Linked DNA regions of Oryctolagus cuniculus: region 1 is linked to region 2. A link is a contact called in public Micro-C data. All regions are on one chromosome and are shown on one strand. The core of a region is the stretch at or near the end of the contact, and the rest is flanking DNA. Distances in the headings are between cores, read along the strand shown.

The links. A called contact is a pair of places that touch in the nucleus more often than the background predicts.
Region 1: a contact with region 2 is called in a Micro-C map of ear pinna, with 4 times the contacts expected there. The contact joins the promoter of ZNF395 here to the enhancer-like site in region 2. A contact is called at or near these places in 2 of 6 Hi-C or Micro-C datasets (ear pinna and an unstated tissue).

What each region holds. Positions count from the first base shown.
Region 1 is chr2:45,748,242-45,750,941 of mOryCun1.1, forward strand. It overlaps ZNF395 (zinc finger protein 395), which reads left to right and starts at 1,379. Exons shown (of 11, transcript XM_051831753.2): 1 at 1,379-1,536.
Region 2 is chr2:45,530,612-45,533,311 of mOryCun1.1, forward strand. No RefSeq gene overlaps it. Among named protein-coding and RNA genes, the nearest start is that of EXTL3, 18 kb to the left of the region's middle. Within about 2 kb of position 1,345, at least 1 of the 8 cell types and tissues checked has an H3K27ac peak or open chromatin away from gene starts, as enhancers often do. A contact at or near this core is called in ear pinna, where this site is marked.

The DNA.
Region 1 (2,700 bases), core at 129-2,628, 220 kb after region 2:
TCTTTTACCACCTCTCAGATGCATTAGCAGGAAGCTGGATTGGAAGCTTAGAATAGGCAGGACTCAAACCAAGCACTCTGACGTTGAATGCCGGCATCCCAACTGGTGACTTAACCCACTGATCCATAGAACCTGCCCCCACAGAGTAGACTTTTTATTCTAACAAGGTCTGTGTTATCATTTATTTTCTTTTAAATTGGCTTTTGGACTTGCATCTAGAAACTTGTCATGAAACATCTGTTCATAGCCATTTTAGTCTAGATTTCTTATAGTTTCACATTTTGAATATAAGTATATGGGCCATTTTGAATGAATTCTTGTATAAGTTATAAGGTGTGTGTCTGTGTTTACTTTTTTCCATGTGGTTTCCAACTGTCCCATCACTAATTGTGGAACAGACATTCCTTTCTCCATTGAGTTGCCTTTGCTCTTTTGACCATCAGTTGACTGCAATTTGGCCTATTTGGGGCTGTCAGTTCATCTCCATTTATCCATCTCTCTGTCTTCTCACTACCATTTCCTTAATTGCTGGTGGTCCAGGTTAACTGTTGGGATCCAAGGATCCAGATGTGCTAGTTCTTCATGGTTGGACTTCTTCAGGAAAAAATGTTATCTGTTCTAGAATTTGAAATGGTTTTCTAGGAATTTGGAGTTTCACTGAATTTCTATGTCAAATTTGAGAGAATTTTCATCTTAATAACATTGAGTCTGCCAGTCCTGAATAATATATATCTGCCTTGATTTATATTTCGTTTGATTTCTTTCAACAGTGCTTCAAGGTTTTCCAAATACATATCTATACTCTGGTTTTAGGCAAAACAATTGTTAACGGTATTGCTTTTTAAATTTTTCATATTCTAGTTTTCAAATTTCAATTCCTCTTAAAGATTATTACTGATCAAATGACTTTGTCTACTGGCCATGTACTTTTTTTTTTTTTCTGACAGGCAGAGTGGACAGTGAGAGGGAGAGACAGAGAGGAAGGTCTTCCTTTTGCCGTTGGTTCACCCTCCAATGGCCGCCACGGTCGGCGCACCGCGCTGATCCGAAGGCAGGAGCCAGGTGCTTCTCCCGGTCTCCCCTGGGGTGCGGGGCCCGAGCACTTGCTGGCCATGTACTTTAATTCATGTTATTTCCATCCATTCCGAACAACGCACGGGGTAGTGGGTGAGATCTCTCTCTGAATCTCCCTCCAGTCAGGGCTTGGAATAGTAACAGTGAATTTCAGGATCACCAGAACTGCCGCAAGGGGGCGCCCGGCCACTGCGCAGACGGCGCTCGGCGCTCCGGCGCTGCGCCCCGCGGCCGCCAGGGGGCGTCCAGCCCGCCCTCTCGGACCCGGGAGGGACGCGCCATCGTTGCGTGGGCGGTTGTTTCCTCTCGCACTACGCGGGCCAGAACTTAGTCGTCCTCGGGACTAGCCCCCGGGGCGGGGGAGATGCCTCTGCCTAGGGAAGCGTGGGAACTGAGCCCACGGCGGGAACCGGAGCTTCGTTCTCCTCAGGACCGAGCCGGGGAGACGCCATCGTGGCTCCGGTGGGCTGGGGCTGAGGGAAAGATGAGGGAAGAGGCGAGGGGAAGGCGAGGCAGAGCGAGAGGCCGGGAAGGCGGGGAGAGGCGAAGCCGCGGTGAGGAAGGCGGCGTAGGGAACGGGGAGCGGAGGCGGGAGGCTGAGGCGCTCCTCGCGCGTCGCCGCCCCCTGGTCTCCCCGCCGGCCGCAGGCTGTCCCGCGGGCTGCCCGGGGAGGGGAGGGAGCAGCGCCGAGAGGCCGCCGCGGGGCCGGGGGCGGGAAGGGACCGGTGTGCGCCCCGTTGCCTGCTCATCCTCGGTACGGCGTGGGGTGCTGAGGCGGCCGTGCGTCCGCGCGCGCCGCTCTGTTGGAAGTGTAAATAAAAGTCTGCGCAAAATGAACTTGATCTGAGTCCAAGGACGACGCGCGGCCCGGCGGGGAAACCTGGCTCCGGCTCCTCGGCGGGGCCAGCTGCGGGCTGTTGCCGGCTGAAGCCTGGTCGACAGTGCACCTGGCGGGGCTCGCTGGCTGCCCCGGTTCTGGGTGGCTCCGTGGGGGTCCGTGGTGACCCCACCCCACCCCCAACACACCGCCCGCTGACGGGCTGTTAGTGATGTCTGAGGTTGGTTTTATTTTTAAAAAACTTACTTGGGGGCCGGCGCTGTGGCTTCGCGGGTAAAGCCGCTGCGGGCAGTGCCGGCATCCTATATGGGCGCCACCGGTTCGAGTCCCGGCTGCTCCACTTCCAATCTAGCTCTCTGCTGTGGCCTGGGAAAGCAGTAGAAGATGGCCCAGGTCCTTGGGCCTCTGCAGCCACATGGGAAAACCAGAGGAAACTCCTGCAGGATCAGAAACGTGGAGTAGCCAAGATTTGATCCCGGGCACTGTGGTACAGGGTGCCACCTTCGGGCTGTGCCATAACGCAGAACCCTGAGGGTGGGTTTTTAAATATTTTTTAAAATGCAGTTGAATACTTCCAAGTTAGTTTTTGGTTTATGTCATGCTGATGGCAAGCATACAGTTTTGCTGTTCAGAAAGTTTAATTGCCAGCATGTTTTTAATGGGGCGTAAGTTCATGTGTGTCTTATAATCATATCAGATGAAATGTGCAACTCTATTTAGCTTTCATATTAAACCACAATGTGAATTGCGTTCCCTCTTGCCCCTGGGCTTTGTGTGAAATAAACTCA
Region 2 (2,700 bases), core at 95-2,594:
GGCTCCGCTTCCAGCTCCCTGCTAATACGGATCCCGGGGGGCAGCAGATGGCTCAAGTATGTGGGTCCCTGCCACCCATGTGAAAGATCCCCGTGGAGTTCTGGGCTCCTGATTTCAGCCTGGCTCAGCCCTGGCTCTTGTGGGCATTTGGGGAGTGACTAGAGGATGGAAGATTCTGTGTGTGTGTGTGTGTGTGTGCATGTATGTGTATGTATGTGTGAGACATGCTGTCTTTCAAATAAATAGCATTAAATGAACTATTTTTAAAGTACAAAAATACATTCTAAAAATATAAAATTACAGTAACCTATGGATTACCACAAATTCCAAAACAGAGACGAGCCTTGCTCCTTGGGGCCGAGCCAGGGCGGCATCCGCCAGGGCTGCGTGAGCATATGATGTGGGGAAAGCTAGGAAACACGCCGACAGCACCAGCACGGCAGACGGAGGTGCGCGCACACCTTGTGAGCAGAAGTGATGGGAGCCTGCTCTTTGCAGTTTTAACTGCGGGGACAGAAGGCGTGCGTGCGTGCGTGTGTGTGTGTGTGTGTGAGTGAACAGGTGTGTGTGTGTGCGCGCGCCCTGAGGGAAAATGGCGGACGAAGCAGTTTCTGACAGTTTTCCTTGATCGCTCGCTTCACGCCCTGCCTCACCGTTAAGGAAAACTCTGACAGCACCAGCAGCCAGGGCCCAGCTTCACCGCGGGCACACGCCTCAGCACCTGTTCCGCCTCTGTCCGCGCGCATCAACCTCATCCACCTCCCTCGCCGCCTTCTCCTTCCTCTTCCTCTTCCTCTTCCTCTTCTCTGCCCCCCACCCTCCAGAAACCCCTTCTCTTCCCTCATTTCTTCCTTCTAGGGTGTGGGAGACAGACCGCCAACCATTATTTTTACAGCATCCTGAATTATTTCACTGTAAAAAGCGGATTTTGTTTTACAAAACACATTTCGCATTAATTTAGGCTCACAAGTACATTATTACATGGAAATTTGATTTTTCGGCTATATAGCTGTCACTCTGAAAGTTACAAAGACAAAAGACGCAAAGCCTGCTGGAATTGCCCTATGTGGAGGCTTGCTGTTTTCTCCTCAGGAAAACAATTGACAGTAGCATGTTATTAAGAACGGAAAAGATTTATGCCAAGCGAAAGTCACATAAAATCCCTAAATGACCTCCATTTATAGACACAGTAACTTCCAAAGTGCTTAGAGATAGAACGCCGCTGCGGGCAATGTGGTTCCTTCACTCTTTACGACCCACAGAGAGGGGCTGTCTGCGGTGGGGAAGAGGCCTCCCTGGGGCAGGTGGGCGGAGGAAGGAGGGCTGCCAGGCAGAGGCGGGGTGGGGGGAGCCCAGGCTAACGTAGTTGCCCTGGGAGACTGGCGATTTGCCAGTCTTTGGCGGTTGGTTTGGAAGGGAAGGTCAAGCGCTGTCCTGTGCAGAGCACCCGCTGGTGGCAGCTCATCCTCTCTTGTCCTGAAGGAGTCCCTCTCGAGCCTTGCACACCAGCCCAGCAAAGCAAAAGCCTGCATAAACCAGACCTCCCCGTGCCAGGCTCCAGGCTGGTCCAGCTGCCCCACCCCACTCACGGGCTCACCAGCCATTTCTCACAGCTAAGGACTCCACCTTCCCCAAGAGAAATGCCGGAAATGGTACGGTCTCCACCCCATTGCATTTCCAGTAAGGGCTTGGCAGTTCTGTTCTGAGAGGTTTTTCTGGGCACTTGCTGTTGGCCCAGGTTGTAAATCAGCTCTACTGGGAGTTATTGCTGGAGCATTTGCAAAATCTACAGCAAGAATATGGAGAAAATACAGTCCTTTCACCTGCTTCTCAGCTTCCAAGTCTTCAGCATTTGGCTAAGCATAGAGTTGTGATGAGGCTAAATGAGATACGATAACTCATGTAGTAGGTGTTCCGGAAATGCAAGTTCCATTCAACTCCTCTCCATTCCTTACCCTTAATAAGGCTGATCTCAAACACACTGGTTGAGACATCACTCGGGGGTGCCTGCATCTTGCATTAGAGTGCCTAGGTTTGAAGCCTGGCTCTGTTCCCAGTTCCAGCTTCCTGCTAGTGTGCACCGTAGGAGGCAGCAGGTGATGGCTCAACTAATTGGGTATTTGCTACCCACATGAGAGACCCAGATTGAATTCCTGGCCCTGGCTTCTGCCTGGCCCAACCAGAACAGTTGCAGGCATTTGGAGAGTGAACCAGCAGAGGTAAAAATCTCTGTCTTTCACAAACATAAATTTTAATTTAAACATTTTAGAAATATTTTGTATAAAAGGTTGAGGTGATAAGTTTATTTCCTCCAGATTTGCTTGACCAGGGATTAAAATACACTGCCCTGACATGGGCTGTGCCAACTTAGTTCCAGCCTGGTGGTCTCTCCATGACTCAGGACAGAGGAACACTTTGATATGGTGTACAGCAAAATATGGATTTTTCATTTCATGTGATATTGAAATACAAATATTTCAGTTTTTTGAGAAGTAATAAATATAAAGTGATGTTTCAGATTACAGATTTGGAGCCAGGTTGAAAGATACAAATCCCAGCTGTAGCTTAGCTGTGTAACTTTGAGAAAGTTACTTAATCATCCTCTGCTTTCCACATCTGTGAAATGGAAATGTAATAGAATTGGGAAGATTGCATGAATCAATGTGTGCCTAGCACATACTACCTTTAAAACTTTAGAAT